Linked DNA regions of Astyanax mexicanus: region 1 is linked to region 2. The links are chromatin contacts, called in public Hi-C maps. All regions are on one chromosome and are shown on one strand. The core of a region is the stretch at or near the end of the contact, and the rest is flanking DNA. Distances in the headings are between cores, read along the strand shown. Region 1 holds the start of zgc:154058 (Frag1/DRAM/Sfk1 family protein). Region 2 overlaps zgc:154058 (Frag1/DRAM/Sfk1 family protein).

The links. Hi-C and Micro-C count contacts between places; a contact is called where the count stands out from the background.
Region 1: a contact with region 2 is called in a Hi-C map of muscle, with 11 times the contacts expected there. The contact joins the promoter of zgc:154058 here to the enhancer-like site in region 2. A contact is called at or near these places in 2 of 3 Hi-C or Micro-C datasets (both in muscle).

Annotation. Positions count from the first base shown.
Region 1 is chr7:28,275,548-28,282,768 of AstMex3_surface, forward strand. It overlaps zgc:154058 (Frag1/DRAM/Sfk1 family protein), which reads right to left and starts at 5,520. Exons shown (of 8, transcript XM_007237749.4): 1 at 5,241-5,520; 2 at 3,680-3,889. The coding sequence starts at 3,747.
Region 2 is chr7:28,237,076-28,243,923 of AstMex3_surface, forward strand. zgc:154058 (Frag1/DRAM/Sfk1 family protein) reads right to left here. Exons shown (of 8, transcript XM_007237749.4): 7 at 3,467-3,644; 8 at 1-2,122. The coding sequence ends at 1,878. Among protein-coding and RNA genes, the nearest start is that of mat1a, 17 kb to the left of the region's middle. Within about 2 kb of position 3,561, the one cell type or tissue checked has an H3K27ac peak away from gene starts, as active enhancers do.

The DNA.
Region 1 (7,221 bases), core at 4,270-6,769, 40 kb after region 2:
TGTGACCTGGTGAGTACCTGTACAAAAACTATTAACACATATATTACATCTTTTTTACTTCCTGTAAACTTTAATTTCTTATGAAAACACTTCTGGTGTGGGAGAATTTAAATGAATGATGGGTTCTACAATGCTGTGGAACAATTAGTTGTTAACACAAGGCTTTTCTTGCAGTGAAATCGAGATATGATCCTGATCACCCAAAACGCATATTAATGCTTGGTGTAAACAAGACCCAAAAGCCCTAATTAGAAGCTGCAGCTGGCAAGCCAGTTTCTCGTAGCACAACAAACGACAAACACATCATAAGATCAGATGCTTCTCATCTTCAGTGTAAACCAAGAGCTAGCTCTAGGGCAGCCCTGGCACCGTTTCAGTGTTTCCCGATCAAGACTTTGAAAGGACTTGGAAAGATGATAAGCATTAAAGGCAGTGTTCGCGTATCTACGGTAAAAAGTACAGTCCCACACACAAAGAGCAGAGCGAGAAAGACCAATGAGAGCCAATGTGTGTGTGCCCAGGGGCCGAGAGGGAACAAAACCACATTTTCCTGGTTCTCGTTTAACAGCATGAACATAAAGAAAACTCACATGGAAACACTGGCATGGAAACTTCTAAACAGAAAGGCTTGATAGTATAGTACTACATATAAATGATTTAAATTAACTAACAAAAACATTTTATAACTGGGGGTCCTTTTCCATAAACAGCTTAAGCTCCAAATATCCATAACTGACTGTATAGTTAGGAAATATTGTGGAAAAAACATTTAAAACAATAACATACGCCCCTTTTTTTCTGAGAACAAAACATCTCAATTTGTACTCAGAGCTCTGGGGGTTCCAATAAATCCCTCAGTAAGGATATAATTACAGCCGTTTTTTTTACCAGGCAAAACAGGACTCGACAGTGGTGGAAGCAACAATTTAAGGAGCAGCACAAGTCAGTCCACGTTTTATTGGGAACAGCTCCCGGGCCGTCACTAAGGGAGACGTGGAAAAAATAAGTTCAACTCTTTCCTAGAATCTTCCCACAGCCAATGAGAAGTGACTGATGCTGTGTGGAAAGCGTGGCCACGAGCTCCACCCCAGCCTTCTCCTCCTCCTCCCAGGCTGGCGGTAAACACCCCTGCCCATCCCAGCCTAGCCTCGCTCAAGGGTCTGCTGAGGGAGGAAAGAGACTCCTCAGTGCTCTCAGAAAACGGGCGCCGACAAGCATTCCACAGGAAGGAACTACAGCAGAGCGCTGAGACGACAGCTTTCTACTGCACCTCGAGTAAAGGCAAAAGAGAAAGAGGCATGTGGAGTTTGCCTCCTGGGCCTGCATTCCACAGTGATGATCACAGAGAAGGAGAAAAACTCTAATTCCAGCACAGAACAGGTGGAAAGTCCTAGTGTCCTCTCGACTGACCCCAAATTCTTTATCACTACCTTCTTATCTCTTCTGTCTGTACCCTACCTCAACAGTTTCACAAGTACATCTATCTTCCTCTCCGGGATTGCCACATGACGACAATGAATATTTTGTGTAAAGCAACTTAACTAATGCAAAAAAAGCACATTTATATCCTGAAGGACCCTCTGTCCTGCACATTCCAGTGCTTTCCCAACACTAAGGCTTTGTTCACATTACAAGCCCATTAATCTATTCAGATTTTTGGCTCAGATTGAATTTGGCTATTGTGACTGTTAACTAATGACTACATCTGTTCACACTCAATATTTCAATATATAAATGACCTGCATCTGTCTGTAACATGAACAAATATATCTTTAAAACAGCAATCAAGTGCACACTAACGCATTGATGTATGTTGCCTCTGTTTTGCTGTATTGCTGGTGCTGTGCTAAATTCTGACTCCCAGAGAGAATCCGGCCTCCCATAAACGATGTTATCTCAGAGGAAAAATAAAATCACAAGCACAATCTGTTGTGCCAGAAAGTGCATTCAAAGGGGATTCAAATGCTGGCATGAGCTGATGATGATGTGTATGCGTACAGACAAAATAACGCATAAACCCAAGTCTGACAATTTACATTAACATCACAGGCTTATTAATCTGACATGCATCCAATCTTTTAGAGACACATTAAAATGACTCAAGCCAATTTAAACAAAAAATGTATTTGACATGCCACACAACCCTGAAAAAATCAGACCTGAATCAAATTAAAGCAAAAAATGCAAAATCAATGTATATCAACAAAAAAAATGTAGATCAACACGCTCTCACTTCAATACCAGTATGCAGTATTAATCAGCTGCTTACTTGGATCAGATGTGTTAGGATCTCAATGCAATGTAAAAATGTGCAGAAAAGGTCTGGGTTATACCAGAACAAGGGGTTAGAATATTACCACCAGCAGTGGAATATGACTACATCTCACAGCAGAGAGAAGTAAGCAGAGAGCCTGTCCTTCTAGCAGTAATGTCTCAAATAAGACAGCTACATCAGAACAAATCCCTAGGAAGCCAAAGGCCAGGCTATATAAGCTCATTAATAGAAAGTCACTGTGAATTGATATTCACAAGGAAGACGTCCTGTGCCTGAGGCCTACGAGATCACGCAGATAGAAAAAGACCCTTAGCAATAGCAATTCACTGTTACTGCACAGCAGTCACAGTGAAACTCACTTCTTGTGCTCACTTCTTAAGACAAGCACAAAAAAGCTTAATAAATTAATTTATTCATCAATAAAGTTTATGCTGATCTGACAAAAGAAACATTTGAAATTAAGAGACATTTTCATTTTTTACATTGCCTGACATTCTTATCCAGAGAGACTTACATTTGATTTACATGTTACAAAGCTAGCCCTAGGTGTAGTAAATTGTGCTTATGCAGCCATAGAATCATACCTCTCCTTTGCCACAGGTAAGGCAGTGCTGTTACACAAACCTGCCCATGTCAACTTATTAGCTTCTTATAACCGCAGCAACTGTAGGCTAAAAAGAAATTCTGGACAAAGTACATGTGCAATCTCATCACTAACCACTTTGTTTTTTTTCACAGTATAATTGTGCAAGTGTACTAACAAACCATTAGCCTACTTAAGCTACACACCGTAGGTAACTCACATCTACACCCCTTTTAAAAATAATTGAATAGAATCAGAATTTATTGTTAATGTAAAGAATCAATTGTCAAACCCAACATGTTTTGGCTAATGGATTTATGTATAGCATAAATGTGATTTCTCTCTGAACTATTAAATAAAATAAAAAAATCCTTTAAAATGCTCTGAAGAAAAAAAAAACTAAGCTGGTTAATAAATATTCTTCTATATGTTGCTCTGTGTGATTTTATTTAACTCTTATTTAGCAGCTACCCCTGTGGGCTTTCCTGATGGCACTGCTTCGAATTATTCTGATGCATTTCTAATATTTTTTATTTTATTTTGACTCATCTGTGTGAAAGGAAAAATAACTAAACATATTGATAAAAACATTAACTTATCAAGTAATGTTACATTTCGCTTTATTAGGCACAAAATGATTGCAGGTAAAATGAAGAAACTGAATGTAATCTAATTTGGGCTGCTGGCTTAATTTAATGTAAATTAATTTGGGGTGCCAGGTCTGATAAATCTGAACACGCAAACCCTTGCTTCCTTTGTATCCTAGGAGGTAAAAATGTAATACTTGTATGACGCTGAGGAGAATAGACAGGAGCACTCACACGACCCATATCCCTGTGATGGTAAGGGCTGGGAGGCTGACGGGTAAAATCATCCACAAAGACATCATCTCCACCCAGCTCTCCTCCACAGCCACGCCGCACAGCTCCGCTTCTTCCTTCGCCTTCGCCAGCCTGTCACCCTCTGCTCATCAATTCGCATTTAAGGTCTTGGGACGAGCTCCAAAGCCTTCATCTCTGTGTGGACCATAACTGTGAGGGGATAAGGGAAAAAATTAGTTACAGGAACGTGGAACGCTACCAATGTCAGGTTAGGTAATACCTCAATTTTAATCATATTTTGTGCCACTATATAGCTACCGTAATTGTATGGGGGGAAAAAAATCTAGCACATAAGTTTTATTATTAAGTCATTTTCAGATAATATTCCATTATTTTGAGATCTTATGATGTTGAGACACAAAGTCATTATTAGATTTTTTTCTTTTTTCATTTGGTATAAAAACAATAATCAGTGGCTTCTGTATACCATTACCTCAAAATTACAACCTAGTATCTCAAAATAATAAGATAGAATTGTAAAATGATGACATAGCATCTCAAAATGATGAGATAAGATGTCAAAATTATAAGATTTAAAAATGATAAGATAAGATCTTAAAATGATTTAGTATCTCAAAATGAGAAATTATGACTTTATATCTCAAAATGATCAGATACAAATTATGACTTAATATCCTAAAATGATGACATAAGGTCTCAAAATGATGACTTAGTATCTCAAAATGAAGAGATAAGATCGCAAAATGTTCAGATAAGATCTCAAAATGTTCAGATAAGATCTCAAAATAATGACTTAGTATCTCAAAATGATGAGATAAGATCTCAAAATCATGATATAGCATATATCAATGACGAGATAGCATCACAAAATGAGAACCAAATATCTCAAAACAATGAGACAGAATCCTAAAATTGTGACTTTGCATCTTGATCTGAGATAGAATTTGAATAGAATAAGATAATATCTCAAAATGACGAGAAAGCATCTCAAACATATGCCCTAGTATCTCAAAATAATTAGTATCTCAAAGTGTTGAATTAGTATCTCAAAATCATGAGATAGCAGCTCAATATACTGTCGTTGTTATGAAAATAATGAGATGAGATTAATGTAGCTAAATAATAAAGAGAAAATAAATATGTGGCGGGAATGATCTGACCTTTAACTGAGTTTAATAATGAAACTGTGAAGGAAAAGCTCCAGTTTTACAGTAAGAGAAGTAAAAACATTAGCTCGACAACTTTAAACCGGAGCTCGAATTCTCGTGTTGATTTTTCGGTCCACCTTAAATCGCTCAGCGGTTAGACTACGGTGGCTGCTCGCACTACGGTCTGAAACCGCTGTACCATTTAAGGTGGAGCGAAAAAATTGGAATAAGGAACAAAACTTCATCCTCTAAACTTTCCGAACACTCTGTCTGGGAGTAAAATGGCTGAAGGGAGCGGCGGGTTCAGTGTCTCTGAGCGGTGGTGTAAAGGTGGGCTACAGCTCCTGTATCTCAGGGCAGCAGCAGCAGCAGCAGGTCCTGCAGGGTCTTACCTTCCCCCTCTGATGAGGGACAGTACTCCGCTCTCTCTCTCCCACCTTTTGTTCCCCCGGTTCCCGGGCGGACTGACCGGGTCTGGGAGAGACTCCGCCGCCGCCTCCCCGTGCCGGCGCTCAACAAGCGGCCGCAGCAGTAACGCTGAAACGCCCCGCGGCTCTGCGTCTCCTCCCAAAGCGAGGTCCTCCGGCTGCCCTGCTGCTCCTCCCGGCTCGTGTGTTAGCGTAGCCCCGCTGTGTGCGCGGAGCTGCTGGGTTAAAATCAGACAGCTGGAGCAGCTCCTCCCCCTCCCTGCTGTAACTATGGCACCTCCAGCACCTCCAGCACCAACCTTTCCTCTACAGCAGACCACCAGCAGCAGCACCTCCAGACCTCCTACCAGCCCCCCAACACTAGCTACTCTTATATAAACATTAGTGTATATACAGCTCTGAAAAAATAATAATAAGAGACCACTTAGAAATTATGGCTTTCTTTGTTTTTACCAAATTGAAAACCTCTGGAATATAATCAAGAGGAAGATGGATGATCACAAGCCATCAAACCAAGCTGAACTGCTTGAAATTCTGCACCAGGAGTGGCATATAGTTATCCAAAAGCAGTGTGTAAGACTGGTGAAGGAGAACATGCCAAGATGCATAAAAACTGTGATTAAAACCAGGGTTATTCCACTAAATATTGATTTCTGAACTCTTAAACCTGTATGATTATGATCTTTTTTTGTTGCATGATTTGAGGTCTGAAAGCTCTTGATCTTTTTATTATTTAAGTAATTTTTCATTTTCTGCAAATAAATGCTCTAAATGACAATATTTCTATTTGGAATTAGGGAGAAATGTTGTCCGTAGTTTATAGAACAAAACAACAATGTTCATTTTACTCAACCATATACCCAACAAAACACTACACTGACTTTGGACACAGTGGACCAACACCAGCAGATGACATGTCTCTCCAAACCATCACTGATTGTGGAAACTTCACACTAGACCTCAAGCAGAAGTGTGTCTCTCCACTCTTCCTCCAGACTCTGGTTCCTTGATTTACAAATGAAATGCAAAATTTACTGATGGTCAGTGATGGTTTGGAGAGTCATGTCATCTGCTGGTGTTGGTCCACTGTCTTCTATCAAGTCCAAAGTCTGTGCAGTGTTTTCCCAGAAAATCTTCAGCACTTCATTCTTCCCTCTGCTGACAACTTTTATGGAGGTCCAGATTTCATTTTCCAGCAGAATTGGCACACTGACAAAAGTACCAATTGATCTTATATAATATAAAAAATTGTGGAGATACTGACTTTTGGGTTTTCATTGGCTGTAAGCCATAATCATCAATAATAAAATAAATAAATGCTTAAAATAGATCACTCTGTGTGTGATACAACTATATAAATTATGAGTTTTTCATTTTGATCTGAATTACTAAAATAAAGTAACTTATTTAACGATATAAAATTTTTTTGAGATTCACTAGAATATTTGGTTAATTATGTGTTTTTTAAATATAGATTGTCCCTTTTGAACTATGTTGAAGTACCAGTTGGATTTCAAAAAGCATCAGTGTACAATATAAAAAAGGAACAAGGACAGGGTCCCATTGTTAAGGATCTTTTTCTCTCTATAGTAATAAATTCAGCCAGTTAATGGAGGAAATTATCGCTACCACACTGCAGCTCTCAGTTCACACTGTAAAACTTCTATTGTTAAGAAGTTTTAACTTCAACAGAAAAACAGGTGGATTAAAAAGGTAGTAGAGAAAATATAAAATATGGCAAACGTATGCCTCACAGAAGCAGGAACAGTGTGTGAGTGTGAGAGAGAGAGAGAGAGAGAGAGAGAGAGAGAGACAGAGGGAGGGGCTCAGAGAAGAGGAGAGGGTGTTAGTTATGAGATTTAATCCAAATTTCAACGTTAAATAAATAAGTAAGCTGCGTTCTGAACTCCTTCTTGGTCACCATCATGATATCATGATTATTATT
Region 2 (6,848 bases), core at 2,311-4,810:
TTAGACGGTCTTACATTAACTTGGATAATGTTCATTTATTTATTTATTTTCATAAAATATATTTTGCTGGCAGTGGGTGTTGTACAGCAAATTAGTTCCAAAAGGAAACAAATCCTTTAGATTTACAACTATTTTACCGTAACTGATATTGCATATAAAACACGAGAAGAAAAGTAGTTTCACTGGTGGTTTAGGATGGTAAGTAAAAAGGTTTACCATTTTGTTTTGTTTGTTGTTGAGACTGTGAGCTTGTCAGTTTATAGAGGTTCATAAGCTTTTCTATTATAAACTATATCACATCAAACCATTCTGAATCAGCTTTTCATCACTATGAATTAGAATTTTGAAACTAATTTGGTAAATCTGGTAAAATTCCCTGTTAAGTTTTTTTTTATCACCCTTATTAACAGATCTGGGAGGCATTTCTAAAGATCCAAATACAGAACTGTTGGTAAATAAAATTAAGCACATAATGAGGTGTACACACTCACCAAAAAAAAAAAAAAAAAAAAAATCAATATCAGTATCAAAATCAATATCAGTATCAAAATCGATGCTACATTTGTGATGGGGCAGGGGAAATTAAGCACAAAATAAGGTTTACACACATAAAAAAACAAAAAAATGGCCGAAACGCAATATCAATATCGATTCTGCATCTGTGTGCATAAATTATTCGCTATGGGACGGGGAAGCCAGACCGACTGATGGAGTGGTCCAATGAGGCAGCCTGCAAGACTAAAGATGATGCGTCAGTCAAGCTGAATCCGACCTTTTGTTAGAAAAGTGGATATGATGCAGATCCCATTTTTTTTAGCAGACTGATATAAAGATGTAAACAAGACAACCATCTCCCAACAAACCTCTGACAATACAACCCTTTACAACAAAGAGGAGAGAGTACATTACCACATTTACATAAAGACATTAACGACAGGTCAAAATAAAGCAAAAATCTGACTTTGCTTTACATTAGTGTAACAACGACCACGTTGGCCTAAAAGACAGCTCTTTAATGATATATGTAGTATAAAAGTACACTTTAAATATATACACTGAACAGAACAGCTGAACACAGTCGACTGTGTTCCCTTGGTGGTCTGATAAACAGAGTTAAACATTATTTATCTTTATGTTGTTTAAACAGTTTTTCTTGGCCCCGTTTCATAAGGCACAACGGTAACGATAGCCCCCTGAAGGTGAAGGTGCAATGCTTCAATAGAGGCAAAGCCAAACATTGAAACAATACAGCAGAGGTGTAGGCAATGTGGCTTAAACAGCACTGGATGAATACAAAAGGCAAATATTAAGTTCATAGGTTTGCATTGGTTAAACATTTTAGGTCTTCTTAATGTTTTGAAACGTGTAAAATTGGCACAGGTCATCTCAAAGCTCAGCTATGGATGTAGACATGCATGTTTGGGTGACTGTCACCAATTTAGCTGCATAAAGGACCAGCCTGCAAATCTTTGAACACACACTACCTCCATATATCCATCTAATCTTGATAACACTCCTGCTTCCCACCCTTAAACCTCTTCACTAACGGGTCTTCAGAGTCCGACGCTGATGAGGAACTGACTACTGAAGGGACAACGATTTGGTCAACTCAACAAAGTCAATGTGCAAAACATGAGCAGAGTCCTTTGGCAAAATTCAGATCAAGGCAGCAGATCCAGGATCAAGTTTCGGTTTTGATTTTCCTCTGCTGGTGTAGTGTTTTCCTCTGCACCCCGTGTTGGACATGTGTGTGAATGTGTAAGTGAATGTTTCTGCTGAGAGAAATGTGGAGGCATAGAGCTAGAACAAAAGAGAGAAACAGAGAGAGAGAGAGAGAAGCAGGTGCAGGCCTGTCCTGTGCCTCTCTCTCCTGAGGGTTAAAGCATGGACAGGCTCTCAGGCTGGTGCTGATTAGCTCCACCGAGGGCCTCCATTTTGAGGTCTCTGCTGGAGCTTCCCATACCGCTTCCTCTGGCTAGAACCATCATGGTGTTACTGGATATGCCGGCAAACTCGAAGGCAAATGTGCCATAAAACAGCATGATGATGACGCAGAAAACCCACTCAAAGATGGCCGAGGCGTGCTGCAGGACAAAACTCTCCTGAACAAAAAACACTCCACCTGGAGAAAGCAGAGTTAAGGAGCTTCAACAGTGAAAACCAGAGGCTTATAAAGAGTAAACAACCTGTTTACTCATTAACTGCATTAACAAGAGATTTTACAAAACTCAGAGAAGCAAGTAGGTACAGCTATATTTGAATAGATACATGGAAAGTTATTACTCAAAAAAACATCGTTATTACAAATAATACTGAGCTGAGTTGAGTAGTGGCGGTCAAGCAAAAGACTGAAAACCAAGAGAAGCTTCAGAGAACTGGTCATAGATTTGTTAAAAAGGCAGGTCAAAACTCAATAATTCAATTATTTGGCTCAGATAAGATTTAGCTACCATGACAGTTTACATTCACATATACAGTTCGCTTTACAAGTATTGGAACAGTGAGGTTGATCCCTTAATTTCTGCTGTAGACTGAAAACATTTTAGGTTTGACATTAAAAGAATGAATTTAAGACAAAATGTCAACATTTCAGTTTTCATTTCCATATTAACAACTGGATCTGATACACAGTTCAGAAGATAGCACCTCCTGTCTAAACTCATACATGTTTTTTTGTACATCTTCTGAACTGTGTATCAGATCCTGATGGAAGTATCTGGAAATAATAGCTGAAATGTTGATCTTTAGTCTCATATAGATTTGTTTTATGTCATTTAATGTAAAATTCAACTGTTTTCAGTCTACAGCAAAAATAAAGGGATTGACCTCACAGTTCTAATTCCTTTGGAGGGCACTGTATGTGACTTGCATCTGTCTAAAGTAAATCATCTGTCCCTGAAATGGCACATATGCTCACATCAATGAGTTTTTCCATCCACCACGTTTTTCATACCTTTGCCTATTTTTGATTTTATTAAATATACAATGACACATCAAGCTGTAAGAGAACATGTTGTTGGGGTTACACAGAGATTTTAGCTTTTATTAGTGTGAGCCACTACTCGTTCTGCAAGGCCATAGTCATAAAAAACTTTGCAAATGTCTGAAAAGACAATAATGCTGCTCCTAAAAAAACAGCATGTGTCAACTTAAGTTAATTTGCATAACTGTAGTGGATGAAAACAGGTTTTACATTATTGTGTGCCAAGATTTTGTGATCTTGAGATATTACCTATGACTATGACTGTTCACATTTATGTAACATGATCACAAACTGGATCCATACCCAATTTATGATCACTTATTAAAAAATAAAAAAAAGAAAAAGAAAAAAGTGTAAAATCCGATTTAAATTAAAAGCATCACAGTAGGGCTAAAAATAAAAGCTACACAAAGCAGGATTTTTCTCCTGTGCTTTAAGGTTGAGCCTTTTCTCAAACAAGATCTTTATAATGTGGAAGGATACTGAGCACCAGGGCTACAAACGCCAGCAGAGTCATGATGAGGCGCATGTGTCCCATGTTATACTCGCCCTGAGTCTTAGCCAAGCGGTAGGTGAGTGCAGACTGGAGACACACAAACAGCATGCTCGTGGGAAAAGCCACACCAGCCCCAACGTAGTGCAGCACCTTTGCATTATCCACCTGTAATAAAAGCATTAAAAAAAAGAAGTGTTAGCTTTCATCACTAAAGTCATACCGGCATTTGGTGAACAAACATACTGAGAGAAACCCATGGGAAACCTATGCTGACGCAGTGCAGAGAAAGAAGAAAAAAAAATGGCCCCTTACAGATTTCTTTTGTTTTGGCTTTTTTTTGTTATACTTTTTATTATCAACTTTAATGTCAAACAAAGATAATCTGGTGATGCTTGACTTTAACATGCAGATCAAGCTTCAAAATTCTATGTGGCCAAATTAAAACAATTCTGTAAAGAAGAGTGGACAAAAAAAATTCCTCCAGAGAGATTAAAGACTAAAGACTAATTGCAAATTAGTGCAAATGCTTGATTTCAGTTGGGGGGGTGATCATTTATCACAGTACTGTAAGTTTGTAATGTTGAGATATGTAAATCCAACCTGATCCACAACAGGGTGGATGTCACCTCAACAGAAACACATCCATTTTTGTCTGCAGTCTAAACATAGACTAAGACAGTACGCAGGAGCACAAAACATACTTCCACGCCTTTAAAAAAGGTTGCCAAGTAAGCCACAAACATTTTCCCCCTAACATTACCCTGAAACACAGCAAGACACAAGCGGTAATTACTGTTTGCACAGACTTGCTTTTCTGTAGCTGCCAGCTATGTACACTCCTCAATTCTCAGAGCAGTGTGTGAAGCTCTAGAGGGTGAGAAAAACAATCAGCTCAGTGCATTTTAAACAGGCCTGCCTTTAAACAATTCAACAAGAATTTAGATTAACAATTAAATCTACTATTTACAAAAAAGTGATCTGTTTTTTTTTTTTTTTCATTTTAAACAAGTTCAGTGTTTCAGTAGTTTAAAGTGTTTAAGTGTTGCTTCATCCCAACCAGCAGAGGTCAGCAGAGTACATAATCTCTCACCCAATATTACTGCACATCCTACTCAAACTACTTCAGCATCATCTGCTCCAATGTCTCACCCTTATAGGTGTAAATGAAAATTCTACTGAGAGGACACGGTCCCAGTATCCCTCACATATTATTAGGTGTAAAGTGTGTGGAGTGTGTGTTGTGGGCTCAGTCCGCTCTCAGGCCCTGCAGTGTTTTTAGTGTCTCCTTGACCAGGCACTTCACAGCCACAACGTACAATGGAGCAGACTGTAATCATGTGACCTGAGCCACAGGACCTGATCATGCAGAAGTTTCCTCCCCTGCTGGCTGTACTGATCAGACTTGATAAAGAGCTTGCGGTTAATGGACCATTAACCAAAAGTGGTGGAGTTTCAGAGGTTTTAACAGGAAAAGACACGTCACAGAGAAACAAGTTTAAAACAACAACAAAACTGCTGGTTTGATTCAAACAGGGTATGCGGAAATTAAATTGAAGACTTTTGAGGTCACTCAGAGAAAGAATCAACATCATCTTCGTCAAAACAAAATGGAAAAAAAACACCATTATTGAGACAGACTAGAGTAAGTTTGCGATTGTTGTATTATCTGACAAACCAAAATTTTAAATATAAAATAATTAAAAATTTTTACCCATAAAAAAAAAAAAAAAAAAAACAGTACAAAACTGGGGTTTTCTAACCCCCATACCTACAATTTTACCATGCCTACAGTACCATCTATGCTAGATAAAAGTAAGTAATAAGTAATTTTAGTACCTAAAAATTAGAGACACTCTAAACCACGTGTCAAAATCAAGGCCCGTCAAATATGGCCCGCCACGTCCTTTTATGTGGCTCGCGAGAGCTTGAAAGGTCTTAATTAGGGCAACTAAATGTTGCGTCCCATATTGAACCAATAAGGGACACGATTTGTTCCGTTGTCTGTCACTCACATTCACACTAAACCCCTCCTCTCTCTCCACTCTTCTGTGTGCTGCTGCACCGGTTACCTACAGACTTACAGGTTTAACTGTTTGGATGATCTGACTTCCTTTCAACTCATAAGAAAGGCACCAGGAAATACTGTTCAATTTAAGTAAAAATTACCCCATGGCTCAAAGAGTGTCCCTATAGTTTTGCACATAAAAAAGTTATATTCTCAACTTATTTAGTTTATATTTAAAACGTTTGTTGTTGCACACAAACATATTTCAATTAAGATTTAATTAACTGCACTTTATAAGAGAAAGTGTTCAATTCTAATACAGCATTTCAAGCTTTAAGTTTGACGAATTGCATTTTGATTACCCCTTCAATAAAAAAAAAGCACAAAATAAAACATACCACTGCTGCGGGTGCCCCGCCCAACAGGTGTCGTGCCTGTGGTGGACATGGCCCAGAGGAGCGGTGGTTGGAGTCCCTTAGTTTACATTCAAGTCTTAGTAGGAGTGTAATGGTACGTGTTTTCTTTATGAACCGTCACATATTATCCGCTTGAATAGTTTGATCCTTGATTGATAGACGTGGATTTTATAACATGACTAATTAAAAGGATTTATGTTAACAGAGCAACAAGCAAACATTTTTTCCATGCAACTGTAATGTTTTAATTGAATAAGTAATACATTCAGAGTTATTAAATATTAAGGAGTAGTTACATTCAGTTTATATTACATTTGGTTACATTTTGTTACATTTATAAGTAACATCTGGCACTTTAAGGACAGCCATTATGACGATGTGGCCCTTGATAAAATGAGTTTGACACCCCTGCTCTAAAACATTATTTACGACTGTTGGTTACTACCGTGTAGTTTAATCTGCCATTAAATCAAAAGCTAAACTGTATCAAATTGCAAAGTACAGTGTAAAAAAAAATGTGACAACTATGAAAAAAAGGAAAGAGAGACTAGTTACGTAAGTCCATGTGTGCAGGTTATTTTCATATGCAGTTCAGTCTCAGAGTGGCCAATTAGTGGGGTTGGGGGGTGGTGGTGGGGATCGAGCAGACTTGCTTTAATGTGGGATTTTTTGAACACCAGACCTGGTTACAGATAAGCCTCTTAAATCTGTCTCTGCAGCAAACTCTGCTATACAGCAACTAAGTAGCAGACAGCAACTCAAACACACACACACACACACACATCAGGATGACCTCGTCTAGACCATTAGCGTAGATAATGTCATTTAAACAGCAGCAGACCGCTCATATAGCAGATAGCTGTTGTGTATTGCTCAAGTCAGATCCCTGAAAATGCCATGCTGAAAATGCCATGCTGCAGTACTAGATGATTAATCATCAGGACCTTG